Linked DNA regions of Ovis aries: region 1 is linked to region 2. A link is a contact called in public Hi-C data. All regions are on one chromosome and are shown on one strand. The core of a region is the stretch at or near the end of the contact, and the rest is flanking DNA. Distances in the headings are between cores, read along the strand shown.

Evidence for each region. Hi-C and Micro-C count contacts between places; a contact is called where the count stands out from the background.
Region 1: a contact with region 2 is called in a Hi-C map of muscle, with 2.6 times the contacts expected there. The contact joins the promoter of MICOS10 here to the enhancer-like site in region 2. A contact is called at or near these places in 5 of 16 Hi-C or Micro-C datasets (liver, mesenteric adipose tissue, muscle and 1 more).

The regions. Positions count from the first base shown.
Region 1 is chr2:246,800,287-246,806,809 of ARS-UI_Ramb_v3.0, reverse strand. MICOS10 (mitochondrial contact site and cristae organizing system subunit 10) reads left to right here and starts at 1,703. Exons shown (of 4, transcript XM_027965600.3): 1 at 1,703-1,798. The coding sequence starts at 1,735.
Region 2 is chr2:246,746,064-246,752,522 of ARS-UI_Ramb_v3.0, reverse strand. All of the region lies in intron 2 of NBL1 (NBL1, DAN family BMP antagonist), which reads left to right. Among named protein-coding and RNA genes, the nearest start is that of TRNAE-UUC, 11 kb to the left of the region's middle. Within about 2 kb of position 4,277, at least 4 of the 54 cell types and tissues checked have an H3K27ac peak or open chromatin away from gene starts, as enhancers often do.

The DNA.
Region 1 (6,523 bases), core at 454-2,953, 57 kb before region 2:
ACAGTTCTGCTCTTAAGGATGCCGAGAACAAACGAATAAGTAAATGAGTGAATGAATTTAATTCAGCTGAAAAAATATTTCTTAGAAGCTCCTACTGTCCAAGGCCTTGTGCTCTGAATTGGGAGTGTGCAGATGAGCAAGGGGCAACTCAGGCCTTTAAGGAGCTTCTAGTTTTAGTGGCAGATACAAATATCAACAGGTGTTTCAGCACAATGTAGAGACTCCGTGGGCCGGGTGAGCTGCTGCCGCAGTAGGGAGGTGGAGGGAGGCTCCAGGCTGTATTAGTGGATGCAGAGGGTCTCTAGGTTTCCTAAAATTAACTCACTGAAGCTTGAATATAACCAGTAGATGAATAGGGGTCATTGACAGCTTCTAATCAGAGGAATGAAAATGAAGTGTTAGTCGCTTGGTCATGTCTGACTCTTTGTGATCCCATGAACTGTGGCCCGCCAGACTCCTCTGTCCATGGAATTCTCCAGGCAAGGCTATTGGGAGTAGGTAGTCATTCCCTTCTTCAGGGAATCTTCTCGACTCAGAGATCCAACCTGGGTCTCTCCCACTGCAGGCAGATTCTATACCACCTGAACCACCAAAAGTGAAAGTGAAGTCGCTCAGTCATGTCCGACTCTTTGCGACCCCATGGACTGCAGCCTAGCAGGCGCCTCTGTCCATGGGATTTTCCAGGCAATAGTACTGTAGTGGATTGCCATTTCCTTCTCCAGTGGAATCTTCCCAATCCAGGGATCGAACCCAGGTTTCCCTCATTGTGGACAGACGCTTTACCGCCTGAGCCACCAGGGAAGTCTGAACCACCAAGGAAGCCCCATAAGAACAAAAGGATCAAATCTGCATTTGTTGGTAGACTAGAGGGAGGAAACGGGAAGGGAAAACTAAATGACCCAGGCGAAGAGGCTGAATTATGAATAGGAAGGTTGATCAGGAGACAGAATTTAGCAATGCTTGCAATTACTTAGGGAGAATATGTACAGAGGATTGACGGCACTCCAATGAAGCAACACTCCAAGCAGCTGGGAGAGGAAGCAAACCGGCAACGGCCCTCTGAAGAGACGAGTCAGAGGAGGAGATTTAGCAGAGACTGGTGTCCTGGGAGCCACATGAATAAAGAGAAGGCAGCGACAAGGAGGATCGAGAACGAGAAAGCGGCTGCGTCCAATGCCGTACAGAGGTCACAGGCGTCCCCTGGTTTGGCAATAAGTGACCTTTGCCTGGGCAATTTCTGTGGTAAGAGGTGACGGCGGGAGCTCCACGGCAATAAATGAGGGAACGTGGGAGGAGAAAAAAGCCAAGGTGAGGCGACGAAGGAAGAGACCGTAGCGCGGTGCCCTCACTCGCCCTGGGGAATTTCCAAGGCCGGAGTCGGGAGCTGGTGTAGTGAAAGGAACCTTCCCAGACAGGGCTCTGGATGCCGCCTAGGAAACCTGTCTGCCTCGCAACCCTTAGGTAGGCGCAGCTCCAAGGTCAGGGTCACCTCAGGCCTCTGCCACCCGTCACCTTGACGACCAATTGCCAAAAAAAAAAAAACCCAAAAACCCCGGAAAGAACGGAAGTAGTCAGATCATCTCGCGATATCTGGTGCGCCGGCGCCGTCAGCCTTCCGGGCTTGGGACCGGCGGCCGGCTATCGCGAGACTTGCCTGGGGGCGGTGGGGGAGGGGCTCTGAGCGCGGGGCCCGACGGTCCGGAAAGCTGGAGCGGCTGCTGCTGGCGGGGGAACATGTCGGAGTCAGAGCTCGGCCGGAAGTGGGACCGGTGCTTGGCGGACGCCGTCGTGAAGATAGGTGAGGGGCTCCTCGTCGTGTCCGGCCGGCGCCGCCCGGAGCCGAGTCGTCGGCTCTAGGGCCCGCTGACTGGGAGGGTGGAGGAGAAGCCCCGCGAGAGGTCCACTCGCGGGGTGAGAGGTCAGGCCGTGCGGCCTGTTCCAGCCACTCAGGCCGGGGCTCGGGGCCCCCGGGGCCCAGGTCACTTGAGCGGGCTGGGGAACACGGGCCACGGGAGCCTGGGGACGCTGCCCGAAGTGGGAGGGGTGCAGCTGCAGCAGCCCCGAAGAAGTGGGGGTCGCGTCGGCAGGCGGCCGGAGAGTTGCGGGGAAGCGGCGTGTGCAAGGGCTCAGGGGCCAGGGGCTGGGGGTTCTCCCTGGGGTCACGGCTCTCTGAGGCCACGTTCTTCCCCTGCTGAATTAAAAGTGCCTGCCGAGAAGGTCATCTGCAACCTTTTGTAGATTCTGCCAGGCCTCACGTGGGTCGCTGCCATTCCCAGCTTGGAACCTGACTTATCAGCCTCGGAGTAGTTTGAGGCCTGAAAGCGGGGACATGAGTGCTGTTCATCTGGACGGAGAATCTACTCGGAAAGTTAAGAAGCCGATTGGTCCCTCTTGAGCCCGTCGTGTCACTCGTGTAGCTTTTCACATGCGCTCCGTGACGACACAGACTAAAGTCAGTGCTCGGAGGGGAGAGTTCAGTCGCTCAGTCGTGTCCGACTCTTTGCGACCCGGTGGACTGCAGCACGCCAGGCCTCCCTGTCCATTGCCAGCTCCCGGAGTTTACTCAGACTCAGGTCCATCGATGCCATCCAACCATCTCATTCTCTGTCGTCCCCTTCTCCTGCCTTCAATCTTTCCCAGCATCATGGTCTTTTCTAAGGAGTCAGCTCTTGGCATCAGGTGTCCAGAGTATTGGGAGTTTCAGCTTCAGCATCAGTCCTTCCAGTGAATATTGAGGACCAGTTTCCTTTAGGATGGACTGGCTGAGACTTGGAACCTGATTTATCAGCCTCATAGTAGTTTGAGGCCTGAAAGCAGAGACATTAGTGCTGGTCATCTGGAAGGAGAATTGACTTGGAAAGTTAAGAGGCCGAGTGGTCCCTTTTGAGCCCGTCTTGTCACCTGATGTAGCCTTTTAACATGTGCTCCGTGACGACCCGGACTGTGAAGTCAGTGCTGGGAGGGAAGAGGAGAACTTTTGCTGAGTGCCAGACTCTGCTCAGTGTGCAGTGAAGGAATGTGGTCAGGGCCTGGTGGTGGTTTAGTTGCTCAGTTGTGTCCGACTCTTTGTGACCCCATGGACTTTAGCCCGCCAGGCTCCTCTGTCCATGGGATTTCCCAGGCAAGAACACTGCAGTGGGTTGCCATGCCCTCCTCCAGGAGGTTTTCCTGACCCAGGGATCGAACCCGGGTCTTCTGCATTGCAGGCAGAATCTTTACCAACTGAGCTATGAGGAAAGCCCAGGGCCCAATCAATGGCAAAGTTGGGAATTTAACCCAGGTATTTTGGCTTCACGTCCCATGCTTTTCTTCAATACTTTTATTACCTGAATTTGGTATTTTTGTATGAAAATCTTAAAGCGTATTTAAGAGGATTTAGGATTGTGCTCTTGAATGAAAATATTGGAAAAGAAGCAAAACTGTAAGCAGGAATGTTTCCTGGTTTATTCACTGTGTTAGCTTCAGCCCCCAGAATAGTGCTTAATAAACAGTGTTGAGAATGAGTCAGTAAATGAATTTATCGCAGCTTTCAGTTCACCACTTACCAGCTGTGTGATTTGGGGCAAGTTATTTAACCTCTCTATGCCTGCTTCCTAATTTGTATTGAGTAAATTGGCCATAATATTATTACTGTCTTACAGAGTTGTTTTGAGGATTAAATGAGTGAGTTTATGTAGAGGCTTAACTGTGAAATGGGGATTAAGACAGATTTACCTAAAAAGATGCTGAATGTTGAAGGACAGAAAAGTATACAAGGTATTTGCGCAATGCCTGGCACTTACTATGTAGTCAGTAAATAGTGATAGTAATAATTGTTGATGTTAGTATTATGCCACTGATGATCAGGCTTCTCAGGTGGCTCAGTGGTAAAGAATCTGCCTGCTGATGTAGGAGACGCAGGAGACATGGGTTTGATCACTGGGTGGGGAAGATCCCCTGGAGGAGGAAATGGCAGCCCACTCCAGCGTTCTTGCCTGGAGACTCCCATGGACAGAGGAGCCTGGAGGGCTACAGTCCCCGGGGTCGCAGAGTTGACCCGACTGAGCGACTGGGCATGCACACACACACTGAAGATCACCCGGGGCGGTGAGTAGTGTGTGCCATGCGTGAGCGGGACGTTGTGGGAGTGGGGGCATACCAGGTGGAATGATTAAATGAAGCATGAAGTGACGCTCAGCTGTGTCCGAGTCTTTGCGACCCCGTGCACCAAACAGTTCATGGGATTCTCCAGGCCAGAGTACTGGAGTGGGCAGCCTTTCCCTTCTCAAGGGGATCTTCCCAACCCGGGGATCGAACCCAGGTCTCCCGCGTTGCAGGCGGATCCTTTACCAGCTGAGCCACAAGGGAAGCCCAAATGAAGCGTGGTGATATGTAATTCCAGAGGAAAATTAAAATGAGTTATTCCAATTCTTTGTGTGGAGCTGTTACTATAAATCAGGTAAGTGCAGTGGTAGGTTGGGAGAGATGGGCCTTTAGCAGAGCGTTGGATAATAACTTGGATAGTTAGGGGGAGTGGAAGAACTTGCGCAAAGGCTGGTTAAACGTTTATGGAGGACGAAACAGGGACGGAGAGGTTAGGTGGCTAGAAGTGAGGAGCTGGGGTTAGCTCCCTGGGGTTCCGATCGCAGCACCCACTCCTCCCTAGAGAAGGCTGGCTTGAGTGGAGTCAGAATTGTGAAATCTCATAGGGAGATTCCACTTTTTCTTGGAGCTTTTTGAGTTGCCTTTGGCTTTTTCACATGCATTGTGCATATTCACCACCTCTGTCTTAAAAATCTGTTACTTTCTGCTCCCAGGGCTCAGTAAGTTGAGGCTGGTGGGCGGCGGTGAGCTAGCTAACACATACATACTGAGCCGTGGGCCAGCCAGTGGGCAAGTAGAGGAGCAGAAGGCATTTCACTGCCCTTAACAGGGAACTGATGTGATGTGAATGGAATTTTGGTATGATTGTTCTGGCAGTGTTTTATACAGAACAAATCAGAGTAGAGAAGGCTGCGAATATGAAGTTAAAAGTCTGAACTGTTAGACCAGAAAAGAGTGGGTATATTCGAGAAACTTCACAAACTGTTCCTTCCATTTATGGAATGGAGATAGTAATACCCACCTCCTAGGCCAGCACAGTGCCAGGTACACACCAGAAACTTAATAAATGCTGTTTTCTCTATCTTCTCTCCCACTGGGTTAACTTTGTCACATTCCGTTTCTTATAATAAGGATGACTCCATGGTTAGAACTTGGTTGATGTCATTGATCAGAAATTGGAAGTAAAGCAGGAGGGGTGCGTGTGCGCCTCGCTCCACTCAGTTACATCTGGGTCTTGGTAACTGATCGTGTGAAGTGGCAGGAGAGAGCCTGGAGGGAGAGAAGAGCTCGTAATTTCGGTGGTTTTTCTGCTTACATGGTTTGAGAGTGATAATGAGGTTGAGAGGAGGTTTTTTAAAAAAGGATTTTACTTACGTATTTTTGGCTGCGCAGGGTCTTTATTGCTGCGTGGGCTTCTCCCCAGTTGCGGTGAGCAGGGGCTGCTCTCTAGCTGCCGTGTGCGGGTCTCCTCCTGCAGCGGTTCCTCCTGCGGAGCCGGGCTCGCGGTCGTGCGGGCGTCAGTTTCGGCACGTGGGCTCGAGCTCTAGAGCGCAGGCGCAATAGTTGTGGCGCGGGAGCTGAGTTGTTTCGCGGCAGGTGGAGTCTTCCCGGATCAGGGGTCGAACCCACGTCTCTTGCACTGGCGGGCGGACTCCTTACTACTGAGCCGCCAGGGAAGCCCCACGAAGAGGTTTTTAATTTTGACAGAGAAGCTGAGTTCAGATTTTGAGGCGCTGCCCCTTAAGGAATGGACTGCGAGTAAGGGCACATGAGAAGTGCAGAGCGGAAGTGTAATTCTGGGGGGCTTCCGTCCAGAGGGTTGAGACGGGGGGAGGAACGCTCTTCTGTCGTCAGTGTTTTAGTTCTTATTCCTATAGGCAGCGAGATTGTAGAACTCTTGAAACCTCTTTGGCAGCCCGCTTTTCTGGTACTTCAAAATGGAGATGGAGACTCAGGGAATGGCAGCCTGCCATAAGATAGAGGTTTGGTAGAGCACTGCTCCGTTTGGCACCTTCTACCTAAGTATTTTCAATCCTTTCCCACTGGTTTGCTGGAAAATGAATGTTTTATTGTTTTAAAAAAAAATCTTTTTTTTGCCATGAACTGTTGTTGCTTTTATCTGTTTTTATTGGAGTATAATTGCTTTACAATGTTGTATTGGTTTCTGCTTTACAGCGAAGCGAATCAGCTATACCTGGGCTAGTATCCCGGCCCTCCTGCCCCTCCCTCCCCCAGCCCCACTCCCCGGGTCCCCAGCGAGCGCCCTGTGCTGTGCCGCAGGTTCCCACTAGCTGTTTTACACAGAGTAGAGTGAAAAATCGGAGAAGGCAGTGACACCCCACTCCAGTACTCTTGCCTGGAAAATCCCAGGGATGGAGGAGTCTGGTGGGCTGCAGTCCTTGGGGTCGCTAAGAGTCGGACACGACTGAGCGACTTCCCT
Region 2 (6,459 bases), core at 3,028-5,527:
GTTGGTGCCTGCCTTTCTGTTTGCCCTCCGCCCTTCGCCTGCCCCGCGGTGGGAGTCTCTCTCTCTCTCTCTCTCTGTCTCCCGGTGTCTGTGCGTCTCCCTGGTGCCCCCCACCCTCGAATTCAGACATCCCCCCCACCGGATCGGCGGCCCGGGGCCCCCAGCGGAGTCCGGGAACAGTTTTCTAGACCCGGGAAAAGGAGCGAAAGCCTCCCCCTGCCTTCCGCCTGCCCCTCGGGGCCGGGCCGGGAATCGTCTCCCTGGAACTGAGTCAGGGGCAGGGGAGTCGGCTTTCCCGGGGGCTCAGTTTCCTTGAGTTCCACCCCCCGCGAGGCGGCCTGGACAACTGGGCCGTGCTACCGGCCACCTGCCCGCCCCGCTGCCTGGGCGGGGCGGTTCGGATCTTTCACAAGACGCAGCAGAGGGGCAGCTGGCCGCCTCGGCTGGCCCGGGGCGCGGGGTGGGGGGGTGGTGGTGGCCGGCACCCGGGGACAAGGGCACATTTTCAGCGTTTCCAAGGTCCTCACCCAGCTGGAGGACAGCAGCCTGTAACTCCGGGAACCCCAGGAAAACAGAGGTCAGGGCCGGAGGCCAAAGGCTGGGCTGCTGGCCGGGGGAGTGGGGGTGGGGAAGCAATTTGTCAACAAGGAGCCCCTCACCCTTTGTTACTGTGGCAACCACCGGCCTCCTGAAACTCCTCCAGATGCTGGGGCTGCTGCTTGGGTGTGGTTTGCCCGTAGTTGGGGCCAAAGAAAAGGCGAGGCTGAAGCATCGGTGACCCCCACCCCCCCACCCCCGCACCTCCTAAACTGGACCTCCTCCTGCTGGGCCCGTGTGCTGGAGGGGGCCGGGAGGATGTGCGTTTGCCCGCGGAGCTATCTTCATCCTTTTAAAGTGAAATTTCCAAGTGAGTTAGCGCCTTCTCCCCACCCCCAGCCCCTGGGGTCGCAGGCGGCGGGGCGGGCGGGGACGCCGGTACCCGCTGCAGTGGGACTTCTGCCGAGCAGATGTCTAGGCGGGCCCTGCAGCCGCTCATTAGGATCGATTTGTTTTGGAGACAGTTTGTGGCCAGGAGGGTCTGCGGGCAGGAGGGCCGTGGTCTGGGTTGGGGTGGGGGGCGAAGCCAGGGAGGTGGAGCTGCCCGGCGGCAGGCAGGCTTCCTGGACCTGTGCCTGGCCCTTCGTGCCCACCCCCGGGGCGCGGGGGGGGGGGGTGGTTCGTATGTGCTCTGCCAGCGCTGACGGTAGGAAGGAAGGCCCGCTGCGCTGACGGGGGTCACGGTGGCTCTAAGCAGCGTGCTGGAGCTGGACTCCTCTTGAGACCATCTGCTGAGATAGCCTCTGCCAGGCCCTGCTTCCCATTTCACGGGACCAAATGGGAGGCTGGGGCAGGTGAAACCAGCGGCCAGTGGTCTGGTCCCTAACCGCGGTCCGTCCTGCCCCCAGGCACACAGTGAGGCAGAGGATGAGCTTGGGCCCGAATCTCTCCGCGGACCCCAGGGAGGGCCTGCTGAGCAGATCAGGGCCGGGGGTCTGAGCCTGCCGGCGGCCCCCTTCAGTGGCCCCATTCGAGGAAGTCCCGGCAGGCACTCCTTCCAGGACCTGCGGTGGTTGCCTCGCCCTTGCCGGTCACCCAGCCCAGGGCCGCGGCCGGGAACGCCACGCCCTCCGCACCCGCAGCGTGCGCGGCCTGGCAGCCGGGCCCCGCCTGTTTTCACCGAGTTGCTGGTCTCTCGGGGACCCCAGCCCTTCAGCCGAGGGCTCAAGGATTAGAGTTTGAGCGGCATCTTGCTCTCGGCTCCCACCCTGGCAAGCAGAAAACCCTCGCCCAGCCGTTGTCTTCTCTGCTTGAGTTTCTTCCCCTAAATTCAGTTCCTTTCAAGGCAGACACAGCCCTGGATTTAGACATTCTGGGACCCGCTGAGGATCTAGTAGGAGGGAGGGGTGGTGGAGAGGGAAGCAGAAGGGGGAGGGGGCGTGGGAGGCAGAAGGGCGTGGGCAGGGTTCAGAGAGGGTGAGTAGCCCTGAGTGACTCCAGGCCCCTGCTCCCAGGGACATCTGCTGAGCACCGCCTGTGACGGGCGCCCTCTCCCGAAATTTCCGTGCACTCTGCAGATTAACTCTCACCGTTGCCCTAAAAGGTGCCCCCATCTTGCAGATGAGGAAACTGAGGCACAGAAAGGTCCAAGTGAGAGAATTCCCTGGTGGTCCAGCGGTTAGGGCTTGGTGCTTTGACTGCCAAGGGTCCATCCCAGTTCAGGGAACCAAGGTCCCACAAGCTGCACAGTGGCCAAGACAAAAAAAAAAAAAAAGGGTTCAAGTGAGTGAGCTAGGGGTTGAACCAGGGTCTGTCGCAGCCTCAGTTGTGAATGGAGGAGACCAGACCCTGTCCTTCGTGAGTGTTGGGGGGGAGTCGCAGGGGGAGGAGGAAACGGGGAGGGTAGAGACTGGGGGCATCTGGTTTGATCCATTGGAGAAGTATGTCCCCACTAACCCCACCTGCCTTCTGTGAGAATACAGGTGTCACCTGAGCCCACAGGGAGGAACTTCCAGCCTCAAGTGGGAGAGGTTTCCAGAGGAAGTTCCAGAAAGCAGAAGCTGGAGCTGGGGAAAGGCTTGCCTTCTTCTAAGGAAGGCTTTGCTGGCCCTGCATGTGTGCGTGTGTGTGTGTGTGTGTGTGTGTCTGGGGGTGAGTGGACCATTGTACCAATACAGTGTTGGATTACCTGGCCTTAAGGACCCTGAATATTCAGATTTATCCAAGAGAGGAAACGGAGAGGGTGATGGTTCACTTGTTTTGTGAAGCTGACTCTTTGCTCTGCACTGGTGCTCTACAGTGAAGGGGTGGGCCAGGGGTTTTCCTTGAAACCTCAGTCCCTCTGGTGAATTTAAGGGTTGATTGTAGGCACCAGGCCCAGAGGCGGGTGGGTGGCTGCTGTCAGCCGTGCTGTTCTGGGGACCCTTCCCTGGGGAGTTGTGGGGGCTCCTGACCTGACCGGGCCTCAGCTCCACGTGGGACCGGGCTCACGTGCCTGGATCCGGGCTCACGTGCCTGGGTCCGGGCTCACGTGCCTGGGTCCGGACTGTGGGGTCGGTGTATCCGGGGCTGGGCCCCGGGTGCCTGAGTTGTTGGTAAGCATCTCGGGGAAGATGCCGGGTTCTGGAGGGTGTGAGGACCAGCAGGCCTGACTCGGAAGCCGGCGTCCGTGCTCGTCTGCATGGGGTCCGGAGTGGGATTTGAACTCTGCCCTGTGGGGCAGCCAAGCTTCCAGCCCTGGCCATGGCTGAACCCCAGAGAGCTGCTCGGCCTAAGAGACACGGCCTCAGCCCCTGGGGTGGGGCGGGGAGCCCTGGCCTCTTGCGTGGTGCAGACCGTTCCTTGTCTTCCTCTCCTGTGAACCTTTCCAGCTTATCCTGCTTGTCTGTTTCATACCTCGGCTTTAGCCAACACTGGTGTGTCAGTCAGCTTGAGCGACTCTCGCAATCTCCTGGTGCCTCAGTTTCTTCATCTGTAAAATAGGGAAAATACAGTATCTATTTCCTAGAACCGAATAAATGAATATATGTATATATACATATATATATGTATATATAAGCCTTAGAGGGCTTCCCTGGTGGCTCAGACAGTAAAGCGTCTGCCTGCAATGCAGGAGACCTGAGTTTGACCCCTGGGTTGGGAAGATGCCCCAGAGAAGGAAATGGTAACCCACTCCAGTACTCTTGTCTGGAAAATTCCTTGGATGGAGGAGCCTGGTAGGCTACAGTCCATGGGGTCGCAAAGAGTCGGATACGACTGAGCCGCTTCACTCACTGTAAGCCTTAGAACAGCGCCTGGCCCACAGTCAGGAGCAGCTCTAACTACTGGGAAGCCAAGAGGGGGTGTGCTGGGCTAATACCCACAAACCCCTCCTGGCCTTACTGTGCTGGTAACTATACTCCTGAAATCAGTCCAGAATTGAGACTCTCTGCCCCCTCGCCCCCCAGCTATCTGACTGCTGCTCTGAACAGCTGCTTCCTTCCTCAATCTCCCCTCCAGGCTCTGAACCCCTGGGGGCCCCCAACTTCAGCACACTCTGGGCTCCTAGATGGTGCTTGGGAAACCAGCGTCCAACTTCAGGGAATCGCATGGTCTAGAGGAAGGACACTGCTCGTCCTGACTGCTGGGCCCCTGGGACCACCCCACTGCAAAGCACGGGGGTCGGCTTGGGGGACCTCCTTCCCACTCTGACATTCTGGGCGACCCATGACTTGTGTGAGCCTCAGGGCAGGAGGAAGGGATGAGACCCTGGGGGAGGTTCTCAAGTCTTCAGGAAGGAAGCTCCGACTTGTATCAAAAAAAACCCCAAACAACTGAGCTGCTGCTTAAAAAAAAACAAAACACAAGCCAACAAAAAATAAAAGCTGCTAGCAGAGAGCTGACCCCAGCGGGAAGCGGGGCGGGGGCAGCAGGGGCTCTTGGGGGCTGGGTGGGAGAGGGGCTCCCTGTCTCCTGGCCCAGCCCAGCCCGGCCTCCACGTCACCCCCCGGGCGAAGGGCACCGTCCTGAGTGGGGTGCCTACTGGCTGCTCTCATCGCATCCTGGCCGTGGTTTTCAAGGACTGGGCTCCGCTCCTGTCGTGGGGCTGAGGTTGCTGGGCAGAGAGGTGAACCGTACCGCTGGACCCGCGCCGGTGGGGGGCCTGGGGCTGGAACTTAGGAGGCTCCCTGGCCGGGCTTCTGCTGGAGCTCAGGGCTCCTGGCTCGGGGAGGCCGAGCGTGGCCGGGCCTGGGCTTGGGGAGAGGCCAGGCCTGGCGGACTGGGTTGGAGCACCCCACTGTGGGCCCAGCTGTGCCCGAGACGGGGTGGGGAGCTAAGGGAGGTGGCTTCTTCCTCAGCGTCTCTCCTGCCTTCTGGGCGTCTGCTCCAACCTGACCCAAGGGAGCAGTCCTCACCCTCCAGGGCGGCAGGTCTCCTGAAGCATCGTTATCCCACCTCCACTGAACCTTGTTAGGAACCTCATGCCCATCTCAATCCCTTAGCGGGGTCCCGGCCCCCAGCCCCAGTTCCAGCATCTACCCATCCCAGCCCCAAACCAGCCCCGCGCTCACCTCTGCACGGCTTCACTCCTATCCTAAGGGAGCCTACCATCATTCCCTGCCCGCCTGACCTGGCCTTGTTGAGGAGCCCTGCAGGGGTCAGGCACTGGACAAGAGTCCTTGGGCCTCTCCGAGGTCTCGCCGGGGGAGCCTCAGGGAGCCCCCTAAGTGGGCCTCCGCCAGCGTTCTAGGCTCAGGCCCCGACTCAGAGCCTAGGTCCTTGGGGATGGAAAGGGAGTTGGTGGGGTGACGGAGCCTCCTGGGTGCTAAGGGTGCTGGAAAATTAGGTCGCCAGTTAGGAACACGTGCGTTATATTTTCTTAGGTTGTGGTTGTCCTGAAAACATGGGCTTTGCTGTCCGTCTAGAGAGTGAGACCGGAAATGTGTGGGCGACGGCCTGGGTCAGGACGCAGACTTCCCTGGGATGGGGCAGACTGTCTGGACTCACCTCCCACTGCTCTGCCCGCTGCGCCCTCCCCGCTGGGCTGGGAGCAGGATTCCCCCGGGCACTGGGGGAGATGGGACTTGTCTCTGCTTTCGGGGACCGTGTGCAGGGAGAGGGGGCAGGATCTGAGCTGAACTTGCTCAGAGCCCTGTGGAGGTGGTCGCAGCCCTGCAGGCCAGCCCCCAGGCCCTCCCTGGAAGCCCCGTGGAGCCCGCCCAGAGGGTCAGCCTGCAGGAGCCGGCAATCCCCGAGCACCTCTCACTTCCCGGCTTTTCACCAAGCACCTGCCCCTTTCAGCAGAAAGTGGGCCAAGGGTAAGGGTGGTTCTGAAGGAGGTGTCTGGCCCTTGGCTAGCCTGACTAGTACCTGGCATCCGTGGGGCTGATGGGACCATACTTGGCCCTTGCTCCCAGTTCAGCCCCACCCAGGCCCCTCTGGGGACTGTCCTGAGGCACAGAACCCCAGTTTGACTGAGCCAGACCACTTCTTAAGCCCACCCTGCGTATCAGAACCACCATGGAAGCTTGTAAAAACAAAACAAACACCCCACCCTGCAACTTCCACTCCACGAGTCCCCAGGGAATTCTGATGCCCTACCAGGTTTGCAAATCGGCAGTGCGGGGCACCTCACTCATATTACAGGTGGGGACCCTGAGGCTGGAGTGTCCAGGGTCTCACGGCACACGTGGATGCCTGACTCCCAGTCCAGGGCCTTTACCCCAGTGTCTTGCCCCCAGAGGACCGCCTTGTAAGCACTGCCCTCATTTCCGAATGTCTCTGAAGCTTCCCTCCTCCACGGTTTTTGCAGGGGGCCGTCGGTGAAACCTGCAGAGGATGAAGCTGGGGGACACTAGGAAGATCCCCCCTGAGCCCACGCTTCGGACACACACGCTGCCCTGCAGCGCCCTCTGCTGGCAGATTCTATTAGCGCCTTGGTGC